Regions from separate parts of the Hordeum vulgare genome. Here region 2 is linked to region 1. The links are chromatin contacts, called in public Hi-C maps. All regions are on one chromosome and are shown on one strand. The core of a region is the stretch at or near the end of the contact, and the rest is flanking DNA. Distances in the headings are between cores, read along the strand shown. Region 1 holds the start of LOC123444241 (probable cytokinin riboside 5'-monophosphate phosphoribohydrolase LOGL1). Region 2 holds the start of LOC123444243 (mitochondrial carrier protein CoAc1-like).

Region 1 (3,021 bases), core at 144-2,643:
GTATAGCCTGCACCACTTACTTAATAAGCACCTCTTTGTCACTCCCAGCTAGGCACATTTCCATCCAACCCTGAATATTCTCCCATACTCTGTCCTTAAGATAAGAGAACACACCATTCTTCGCTCGTCCCACATTAGATGGCAGCCCCAAGTATCGCTCACATATGGTCTCTTTTTTGGACTTCAAGAATTCCTTTGATTATCTGCCTCTGCGCCATCAAACATCCCTTTCCAAAGTAAATGGACGATTTATCATGGTTCATACGCTCCCTAGAAGCTTGGCAGTACGAGCTTAGAATCTCTTTCAGTTTCAAAGCATTCTCTGTAGTATTTTTGCTAAAAAGCAAACAGTCATTCGCAAACAAAAGATGGTTGACCTTTTGGGCGGTAGGAGCGATTTGGATACCTTCAAACAGCCCCTCAGAACTTGCTTGCTTTAGCATGCATGAAAGACCCTCAACCGCCAGTAGGAAAAGATAGGGGGAGATGGGATCCCCTTGCCGAATACCTCTAGAGGGTTTGAATTCACTGCTTTGCATTCCATTGAATAGAAGGGAGAACGATACTGAAGTAACACCTCTCATCACCTGGCGCACAAACAGCTCGCAGAAGCCCAGCTTTTTCATGATGGCCTCCAAATATACCCATTCAACACGATCATATGCTTTCATCATATCAAGCTTGACATCACAATGCCCATTCTTCTTGCTCCTGTTACTTTTCACAAAATGTAGACACTCGTATGAAGTGATAACATTATCAGTGATTAGACGACCGGGCACAAAGGCCGATTGCTCCTCTGAGATAATATCCGGAAAAATCTGCTTCACGCGGTTAGCAAGTACTTTGGATGCGATTTTAAAAATCACATTGCACAAGCTAATAGGCCGAAACTGAGACAGTAAAGTGGGGTTTTGTATCTTAGGAATAATGACAATGAACATCCTATTGATCTCCTCACGGGAGTCTTCTCCCTTCAAAACTCGACTCACAACCTTGGTCACCTCTTCACCGCATAAATACTAGTACTTCTGGAAAAAAAATGGATCGGGAAACCATCCGGTCCCGGTGCCTTATTAGGGAACATTTGAAACAGAGCACTCTTCACATCCTCCCCTGTTATCTCCTTTGATAACATGTCATTCATTGAACTCGTAACCTTACAAGGTATATGAGATAACACCTCTTCCATCCCAATGACCCCTTCCGATTCATACAAATTTTCATAAAACTCCACCGCCATTTGTTACAAGGGCGCCATTGCTATACGACGCAAACTGTGAGGGCCAAACCGCGGAAAGAAAGCTGCCTGAGACTTGGGCTCTCCTGGTGCAATATGGGCCGCATGACCCACCAGATAAATCACGACATAATAAAAGGACAGCCGCGTCAGAACTCCTTAACGCCGCCTTCATTTGAAGCTTCTCCCCAAGATACGATCCGAGAGAGAGATAACACACGGCACGGGGGCTAGAAGAACGAACCGAACCCAAACACCTCCCACTCCTCCTCCACGACGACCCCTTAACCCCATCCTCCCGCGCCCGAGCCCGCGAGGAGACAAGCCAAAGCCATGGGCGACACCACCGCGCCCTCGCCGCCGAGGAGGTTCGGCAGGATCTGCGTCTTCTGCGGCAGCAACTCCGGCAACCGCGCCGTGTTCGGCGACGCCGCGCTCGAGCTCGGCCAGGGCCTGGTGAGTGTGTACCAATGCGTCCGAATGCCGAGGCCGCGCCCGCGCGCGCCGAAATTCGACGCTCACGGTGGCGATTTCGCGGCCTTGCAGGTGACGAGGGGGGTCGATCTGGTCTACGGCGGCGGCAGCATCGGGCTGATGGGCCTGATCGCGCAGACGGTTCTCGACGGCGGCTGCCGCGTCCTCGGGTACCTCGCCGCCCCTGCTTATTCCCAAATATAGTACAAAGCCGTGCTCCGCAGCCTTCCTAATGCGGCACCATCTCTCTCTCTCTCTCTGTTTGATTGTTTTTGCAGGGTGATTCCAAGAGCACTCATGCCCCTCGAGGTGCGCACCAAATCCCTCTCTTTCTTCCTCCTCGTGCGTAGAAACGCCGATTGCTAGCTACTCCTACGTCATTGCCGATTGCCTGATTGGTCCGTTCGTTATCGTTAGAGCGAAAGCAAGAAGTTTCTGCCACGCAGTGAAGTGGCAGCACGACTCAGCTCTCTGCCTAAAGCGAAACTTGCTACGGAATTCCGAAGCCGTTCCTGACGGACGGGCCATCTCAATCCTACCATATCCTTTCGCCTGGCCCCGCATGTCGGTGTCGCGGCTTTCCACGATCGCCTATACTAGTGCTATCTATCTCGACTGGTTACCCACTCACCATTTGATTCCCGTTTTCTGTTGGGTCCGGACCGATTCACCTTTGCTTGTGGGGTTACAAATGGGTGGGGTGATCATTGAGGAATTGGACTAGAATATGTAGCGCTGAAACTGCAGGCCGTCCGTTTCAGACCCGTTTCCATACACACAAAAATGGACCGTCAGCTCGGTGGACTTTTGGGCGGTACAACTTGGAGTTATAAAGTCGCCCGCTCGGTGGATGTAATAATAGTGTTCGATTTGCCTGTGCCATGAGGTCGGTCGTCACAAGTTGAGTGAGAAAAGTAAGCAAGCAGTAGGGTTTGAATTGCACCATTATACATATGTTATATTGAGGTGATGTGCAAGTGCTACTGTCCAAATATCTCTGAACTTTGTAGGATGGTGATAGCTAGGGGAAATCTGAAAATGATGTTCCTGCAACTATATACATACTCCCTCCGCTTCCTGAATACAAGTCTTTTTAGGGATTCCATAAAAGGACTATATATGGAGCAAAATGAATGAATCTACACTCAAAAATATGTATATATACATCTGTATGTATGTAATTCTTTGGTGGAACCTCTAAAAAGGCTTATATTAAGGAACGGAGGGAGTATATAGATAGCTTAGGTACTTGGTTGCCCTAACGAAATACCGAAAATCCTCTTTCAGATATCCGGTGCAAGTGTTGG
Region 2 (2,700 bases), core at 94-2,593, 390 kb before region 1:
CTTCAATAATAATAGTGCAGAAGTAATGAGTTGAATTGCAACATACTTGTAAAATCCCAAGACACCGTCATGTTTTCTCAGTTTATTCAAGGATTTCAGAACTCCAAGAGACCTGAACTCATTTGTTCTAGTCTACAAGCAGAATCAGAAGGTAAGAATATGTTAGCAACCATAATGATTTAGAAACTTATAAGTTGAATGAGAACATCTAAACCTCCCAAAATAGTACCACGCGCAAATTAGGAAGGCAAAACTAATGAAGCAGCTGGTAGTTACTGCGGCATCTTGCATACACAAGACGAATGGAAGCAGACACTATCAATCCTATGGAAGTGGAACTTGCTACCTGTCACATCAACAATAGCCTTCTTATGGCACCACAAGTAGCATGGAGAAGATCTCGGAGTGCTGAGAAGATCTCTCATGCCCATATCTCATGTTTAATGGAACAGCGTTAATAGACCCAGGCATGCTTATGGTACAGAATGTAGAGGCTCCTCTAGCACAGCCACACACCAGCCAGTCTGCAACTGCCAGGTGTGCCTTGTACATCAGTTTCACTGACACGGAACAAACTCATGTTCTATGTCAACAGAAGTGATGCACAGAGCACACTTGCGCATCAGTTCCATCGACACAGAACTCGTTTTAAGGGACGCGCAATCACATTCACAGGCTTAGGAGAGGCGTGCCCTTCTCGATAAGTATTAAGTAGCGTATTATCACATTCACGGGCTTCAAGATCGCCTTTGGACCAACAATATCGACGTTGACGTATCATCATGCCTAAAGCCGCGTAATACACAGGAAAAGTCCATGAAGGAAATCTCTAGCAATCCATGTGGGCGGAGGCGCAGAACGAACCTGTAGCAATATCTTGAGGCGCTCGAGCGGCGCGATGGCGGTCTTGGAGAAGGCACCGGCGACTCCGCCGGCAATCATCTCCTTGGCGAAGACGGGCATGAGGTCGAGCGCGCAGAGGTCGACCCGGGCCGCCGCCACGGCAGCCGAGCCCTGCGAGGGGGTACCCATGCCGACGGCGCGCTCCTTTCATCCAAATCAAGCACCCCCCAGCGCGAAGAATATCCTCCTGGGGCGCCGGCCCGAAGGATCCCACTGGGCAGGTCAGGCGCGCCGCGGTCCGGTCCGGTCAGGTCAGGTCGGCCTTCCGGCCCACGACTCCGCCGCCGCCGCCGGATTTGACCGAGGCGACGACCTGCCACGGCCACGGGGGTCGATTGCGGTTTGGTCTTGCTCCTTTTTTCCGAGATGTACTGTATAGTACAAAAAATAAAATAAATATTGAGGTTGGAGGCCGAGGGGGAGAAGTGCAGGGCGTAGTGGCGGTGGCCGAATACACGAGACGATGAGTAATATGCGGGAGAATCTTGGCGACCAAACCTTAAATATCAACGCCGGTTGCCAGGAAAGCAGGAGTGCTGCTGCTTTGTTTCGCGGGTCGCACCCCCTACCCGTGCAGAAATCTCTGGTGAGCCTTGTTCCGAAACTACTTCAGAGTGCGGTCGAAGGAGTAGTTAGGCCCGTTTGTTTCAGAAGTTCAATGATCAGAGGGTGCTTGAATACGTTTTAATCCCATGATTAAAAGTAGAGGAAGTAAAACTTGCTAGGCTCATCCATGTTTGGATCCAAAATATTAAAAAGATTAAAATCAATTTAATGAGCATTTATTATGCTCCTTCTCCCCTAATCCTACCGCTATAACTGTCAACTCCTCCCCCACGTCAGTTGACCGAATCTTGCTCCCGCCACTAATGTTGCTCATACACAAGAAAATACAAATGCTTGGGCGCGCGTGTAGATGCCACTGAACTGACGAAAAAACTGAATGTGAGCAACAGTGGAGCAGGTAATCTGCTGGCCCTACTACAAACACGCTGTAAACCTGCAAGGACCCGCCGGGTATGCACTATGCAGAGGCGCCTGGTGTGGTGATTCGCAGTGCTCTTTTTCCATACAAGTAAAAATTTCCATACATAAGGAAATTACTATTGTCCATACACAAGAAAATAAGTAACATTCGCCGTCCGTGGCATCCGCCGCAGCACCAGATGATTCCGTTTGAGACAAGAAATCAAACGGGGCGCCGTCCATGGCGCATGGATCTGAGACAATACTCTCATCCGATTAATGGATATACAAGCAAAAAAATGGAAGAAATCGGGTGCGCGTTGTCGATGGCGGATGCATCTTGGACTCCTCTCTCACCTGAATCGTTCCTCGGCCACCAACAGAACAACGGAGGGGGAGGCGCGGCGGTGGGCCGAGCCGGCGGCTAACAACGGAGGTGAAGGCGGCCGCTGGAGGCCATGGACGGCTATTCAGCTGCTTCCTTCCTCAGCCACCAGGAGCAGGAATGGGAGAGGAGCGCTCCAGGTAAGGGAAAGAAAAAGACGCTGATGTAGCCGCACCGTTGGTTTGACCGCTCGAGAAGGCTATAGCCGCACCGCTGTTGTGTTAAATGAAAGAGTAAAACGAGGAGAGATTAAATGAGGAGAGAGAGGACTAAAAGATTTTAGTAGGGGTTGCTGTGACTAAAAGATTTTAGTCTCTAGACTAGTTTTAGTCTCTCTTTAGTCAGGGGTGCTTGAAACTTTAGCCTCTCAAAGAGACTAGTTTTAGTCAGACTAGTTTTAGTCCCTTTGATCCAAGCACCCTCTTAGTCCCAACTAAAAAGTCTCT

Evidence for each region. Hi-C and Micro-C count contacts between places; a contact is called where the count stands out from the background.
Region 2: a contact with region 1 is called in a Hi-C map of seedling, with 5 times the contacts expected there. The contact joins the promoter of LOC123444243 here to the promoter of LOC123444241 in region 1. A contact is called at or near these places in 4 of 6 Hi-C or Micro-C datasets (leaf and seedling) and 1 of 1 datasets of contacts at active chromatin or transcription factors (embryo).

Annotation. Positions count from the first base shown.
Region 1 is chr3H:457,478,498-457,481,518 of MorexV3_pseudomolecules_assembly, reverse strand. It overlaps LOC123444241 (probable cytokinin riboside 5'-monophosphate phosphoribohydrolase LOGL1), which reads left to right and starts at 1,393. Exons shown (of 7, transcript XM_045120904.1): 1 at 1,393-1,696; 2 at 1,787-1,884; 3 at 1,993-2,023; 4 at 3,002-3,021. The coding sequence starts at 1,574.
Region 2 is chr3H:457,870,083-457,872,782 of MorexV3_pseudomolecules_assembly, reverse strand. LOC123444243 (mitochondrial carrier protein CoAc1-like) reads right to left here and starts at 1,343. Exons shown (of 7, transcript XM_045120907.1): 1 at 865-1,343; 2 at 47-132. The coding sequence starts at 1,032.